Linked DNA regions of Mus musculus: region 1 is linked to region 2. The links are chromatin contacts, called in public promoter capture Hi-C maps. All regions are on one chromosome and are shown on one strand. The core of a region is the stretch at or near the end of the contact, and the rest is flanking DNA. Distances in the headings are between cores, read along the strand shown.

Region 1 (2,700 bases), core at 183-2,682, 480 kb before region 2:
AAGGTGATGGACCAGGCAAGTCTAGGCATTCCCAATGCACTAGAAAATGTACTCCAATGCCAGGCTGTTCCCCACTGCTCTCAGAATCACAGGCTGGCCCACCGGCTCCATCAATAAACACAAAACTCAGAGTGCAGCTAGCTGAGTGGGTGGGGGTCAGGCAGGACTCCTGGGAATCTGTCTTTCCTCTTCAGCCTCCTCAGGTCCCTGCCACCCTGGACACCACCTCAGATCTAGTTTTAAGCCAATGGAAACCAAAGATCCTCTATCTGTGGCCTTGAGGTGTTTTGACTTTGGGAACTTTTCCTCTTTCTCGATACTGGCCCAAATAGCTACTACTTACATTCCTACATGCTTCCACTTTACTAAGCAAGCACACCCAAATAGTTTTCAGCCCTTTCTGAAATCAATGGCTGGGTGAGGAGGAGGAAGGGGAAGGGGAGGGTAACAGAGCCAGCCTGCCTGAGATCCATTTGGCAAGCCTTTGTGTTACATCCCACAGCTCGTCCAAGAGGCTGTTCGGGGAAGACACGTCACTATGTTGCTCAATGGTTTTTGTGTAAACACTTTTTCTAAGCACTGAAATTACCCTCTGTGCTGAGAGTAATGGCGATCGGGAAAAAAAGCAGGAAAAGGACCTTTAAGTTAAGGCTGGTGACGCAAACTTGCTTTTGCTTTTTGTCCTTTAGAACAGAATCACCCTCCTGCACTTAGCAGTCTCTGCAGATGGGCAGTGTACTCAATAGGGCCTCTACGGGTCAGACTCTGTCTCTCCCCATCCCCCTTCAATCCTATGCTTGAGTCAAGGAGAGTCACTCTAAAAGTGTTCCTGGAATCACCTTGAAAAATCATTGCACTGCATGGTGGTTGTGTAATATTCTAGCAAACAACAGTAGAACTTGGAAGTTTCCATCCCTCTATTGCTGCGTACTTGTGTGTCATGCACATCAATACATATGATCACGCTGGTTACTGTTACCAGCCCTGTGATGTTGTGAGCATTTTCCTTCGTTTGTACTATGTCCCGGGGATGCATTCCCAGGACCAGTGGAACTGCTTTCAGAATTTCTCCCACCTGTTTGCAATTGTGACCTTGCTGGGGAAGGAAGCCAGGAAGATTGGGAACAGAAGCTGGAAGATGATCACAAGAGGCTGGGAGAGGGACAGGGAAGAAAAACCCAAGAAGATCCCACAGCACTGTGAGATCGTGTAACAGGCAAGTGGATCTTTTTTCTTCGGGGCTCAGTATCCAGGTCATGGAGGAACAGGAGCAAGGAGATGTCAAACAAAGAAGAGGCAGGGCATGGAGTCAAGGGAGTTTGTTTCTGATAGAACGAGAACCTGTTCTCCAATCTTGCATTCCTCAGGGGCTAGCATGTGGGTGGGACAGGATGTTTGCTAGCAGTTAATGAGCTACACTGGACTGTGACCCACTTCGGGTCATCTTGGGTTGTTGATAATCTACAGGATTATTGCAACAAGCGTGGCTCGTGGGTGCTTGCTCCAAATGTCTGCCGAGCCTGCGGGTCATTTGTACCTGGTGGTGGTACTTCAGGGCTCCAAGAAATTGAGAATGCCTATGGGCCATGAGAGGTGGAATGCCCACATCCCTTTTGAATTCAGGGGCTTCCAAGATTCCAGCATCTGGTGGAATCCAAATAGCTTTGGCTCTTCTAAATGTCCTGAAGTCCAGAAGAACTTCCTAGCATAAGCCACACTTCATCAGCTACCCATGACTTAGATGTGAGAATGAGCCAGGGAAGGGAGGGTCATACACACACACACACACACACACACACACACACACACAGAGAGAGAGAGAGAGTGCCCCAGGGATGGGTTTGCATGTGGCAGGAAAGGCATCTTCGGGGAAATTCCTCACCCAGCTGCAATGTACACACCCAGCTGCTGAAGTTTTTCCTATGCCTCACTTCCTTTTTCTATAAACTGACATAACAAGACCTACATGAAGGATGATTTTAAGAGTTAACAAGTTAATAGAATAAAACTCCAAGGGGCAAGTAGATCAGAAAGGCTACAGAACATGCATGTGTGCATGTATTTCTATACACATATTCACCTTGTATGCATGCATAGATGTGCATGTACTTACTTCATTCATGTGATGCATATATGTATGTCCACAAAAGCACTGGGTCATATGCACTGCATTTTACCATTGTGTTATGTGTATCATATGCATTTATAAATACATTAAATGTCCTGTGCACATACTAAAGCCATTTTAAACAAACCCCACTGGTCACTCCAGCAATTCACTTGCTTCTTATTTCTGAGACTTAGAGTATTTAGTAACCAGTTCCTCCTGCCTCTGTACCCAGATTGAGAGACACAGGGGGACAGAACCACCAGTATGTTCCGAGGTACAAAATGTACAGAATGTAATTGCAAAGGTGGGGTACACATGAGTGACCAGCTGCTAAGAGCCACCTGCTCTCCTCTGATTTCCTGAAGTCCCTCTTTAGGCTGGTGACAGCTGTGAGTTTGTCTCCTGCATTGTGCTGCTGTTTCTGCAGCACCAGGATACCTAGAAATCAACTCAGGAAACCCCAGGTCCAGCCCAGAGCCCACGGAGTCTCAGCTAGGAACATTTTCCCTCAGGACTCTCTGCCTGAATGCCCAGAGTGTGAGCTGAACCAAGGTGCAAGTGTCTCTACCCATGAGACTCTTTAGGACCTG
Region 2 (2,700 bases), core at 125-2,624:
GAGAGAAACATACACAACGCTGGCAAAAAAGGGAGGCGTACATACTTCTTAACTCCTCCCTCACAATCTTGAATCCTCAGTGGTTCTGACTAGCATTAGCCAGCAGATTGGGCCTATAGGAAGCTTGAGTAAGATACAGAAGCAGGAAGAGTATTCCATAGCTAGAGGTGAGGACTCTGCATGTAACTCCACAGCAGAGGGGAATAAGGTCTCTTGCACCATAGAGAAGAGGAATTTAGACGATAGTCTCATCTACAGGGAGGAATACAGTCCCAGGACCTCTGATTTGTCTGGGTACCTGCAAAAGCTCCTTTCAAAGAAGAGTTCCCTGGAGGGAAATGGCCTAGCAGCCCAGGCAAGGTATGAAAACTGGGTTGCCCAAGTAAGGGGCAGTTGCTGTTTTGCCCTACCAGAGAATTGGGGGTTGGGGGCCTTGAGCACCCTTGCCTCTATCTGGGCTTTCTCATGAAAAGCCATACACACTATGTTGTAAAGCAATTATGATAAAGTTTCAGCAAGAATTGGGGGAGAGCCCCTCAATGGAGAGTCTCTCCAACAAAATACCTAGATGGGAGGATAGAGAAGGAGCTCCTCCCCCCGGAAAATGACAACATAGGCCAGGAGTCTGAGGACCTTATCCATACAATTGGGGATAACAGGGATAAGATGTGAGAGGTTCTCCAGGGTATTTTAGGACCCTGGAGCTCCTAATATAGCCACTCTTACTGGAAACTTCCATCTTCAGAGCACTGGGGAACATATTCAGCCTGCTTCAGAAAGGCCTTCTCTCTTTGTAGCTCACAGGGGCGGAGTGGCTGTGCATCTACCTGGTACTCTGTGTGAAGGGAAGTGATATGTGAGAAGGGTACAGGTCTGCCCCTTTCCTCCCAGTCCTACACCCGTACCCCACTCCCACCCCTGACACAGACACCTTTACTTTACAGTCTTCACCTTCCCAGTCTTACTGGAAACCATTATTTCCATCCCCAGGATACTTTTAGCTCATTTAATCATTTGTGCTTTCCTGGGAGGTGATGGGAATGTCTTCATTCTCCTAGCTTTTTATCACTACTCTCAATATCCAGCTCTGGGACCTCAGGCGATTCAGCTCATCTCTCTGAACCTCTTTCATCTGAGCAGCAAAGAGCAAATATCTAGCCTCTGGGCATTTGTGAGGTTAGATGAGATCAGGCATGCTTAAGGGCCCTGGCCAGAGCCTAGCTGAACCATATGACTGAAACCTCCCTCCTCAAACTCATAGCCTCAGCATTAGCAAACTTACCAAAGATGTTGGCTGCTACCAGGCAGACTGAGCTCAACAAAGTAGAGACCCACAAGACCAGGGCCGTCATCCTGTCCCCTACTGGGATGAAGGGGTAGGAGCAATGTCCCATCTGAGTCTACTCATCAGGGAGCCTTTATAGCACAGTGGCAAGCAGTGCTCTCCTGTTCAAGGACACTTGACAGGGCAGTGGCTCACTTTGTTTTCTCTGCCAGTCACAGGAACTCCTTCTTCTTGAGTATGGTCCCACTAAGAATACTCAAGTGGTCAGTAGGGTGACCACTCCAGTCTATGGGGACAAGAAATGTGAGGTTGGCATTAAAACTTTTTTTTACAGGCAAATGCCAGGGTTCTGTACCCTTAGGAGTGACAGAAGTTCGATCATAAAACTGTGGAAGATAAAATACCTCCTCTTCCTCCTGATTCCCTCACTGTCTCCTCCTTCTCTCCCCTTCTTTCCTTCCTTCCTTCCTTCCTTCCTTCCTTCCTTCCTTCCTTCCTTCCTTCCTTCCTTCTGTTTAAAGCCTAATATCTGTAGGTAATACTGTAGAAAATGAAGCCATGGCAGAAAACAAAACAGGACAATTCTGTTGTCATTAATATTGAATTCAGAATCGTACTGAAGGAATCCAAGTATACCTCTTGCATGCATGAGCACACATGTATATGTGCACACCTTTCTCTAGTCCCCCTTTTCTGAGGACTTAACCCTGCCAAGCCAAGCTAGCAGAGGCAGGCAGTGGGATTCTTTCACACATAAGGCCCATATGTCCATGCACTGTCAGGATCAGCTTCTCTCCTTCTCAGCTGCCCCTGTGTAATGTATGAAAATGACCATTATTCCTGAGAAGAAGGAGGTGTCCTTCTTCTAAACGAAGCTGAGAAGATAGTGGCCATGCATACCTACTTGTCTGCAGGCTCTCTTCAAGGGAGCAAACAAAGAATTGAGGAAGGCGGCTCGTCCATACCATCACCATTGCTGTTATTACTTTCTCAATGTGCAAAGGGCATCATTATGCGGGGCAACGACAAATACACAGAACACAGGGCAGGACAAAGGGCAGAGGCCAGTGAATGATGTCTCAAGGGTGGAGTGGAGGAGGGGCACAGAGTCTGAATAATGGTATCCTTAAGAAAAGGAAGCAGCATTGTGGGAAGAGATCCTGTCTCCCACTGGGAAGACACCAAGGGCTCACACTGCACTGGATAGAGACCAAGAGGGGATGTTGGAGAGACCAGGCAGGTTAACTATGGCTTTCACAGCTTGACATAAATGCCCCAAATTGTCAACCATTCGAGCTGGTTTGGGCTGCCATCACAGAGTATTGTGGATTTAGTGGCTTACACAATGGCCAAGGTTCTCCTCAGAGCTCTGGGGACTGGAAGACTGAAAGGAAGGTGTCAGGGTTTGTTTCTGA

The links. Promoter capture Hi-C pulls out the DNA fragments that hold promoters and counts their contacts.
Region 1: a contact with region 2 is called in a promoter capture Hi-C map of 3T3-L1-derived adipocytes, with 4 times the contacts expected there. The contact joins the enhancer-like site here to the promoter of Tg in region 2. A contact is called at or near these places in 7 of 39 promoter capture datasets (the 3T3-L1 cell line, 3T3-L1-derived adipocytes, HPC-7-derived erythroid cells and 3 more), 2 of 115 datasets of contacts at active chromatin or transcription factors (large pre-B cells and thymic regulatory T cells) and 1 of 9 other capture datasets (embryonic stem cells).

What each region holds. Positions count from the first base shown.
Region 1 is chr15:67,144,708-67,147,407 of GRCm38.p6, reverse strand. The region is part of intron 2 of St3gal1 (ST3 beta-galactoside alpha-2,3-sialyltransferase 1); the gene reads left to right. Among named protein-coding and RNA genes, the nearest start is that of Gm31400, 24 kb to the left of the region's middle. Within about 2 kb of position 1,432, at least 158 of the 459 cell types and tissues checked have an H3K27ac peak or open chromatin away from gene starts, as enhancers often do. A contact at or near this core is called in 3T3-L1-derived adipocytes and thymic regulatory T cells, where this site is marked.
Region 2 is chr15:66,669,444-66,672,143 of GRCm38.p6, reverse strand. Tg (thyroglobulin) reads right to left here and starts at 1,374. Exons shown (of 48, transcript NM_009375.2): 1 at 1,283-1,374; 2 at 727-835. The coding sequence starts at 1,352.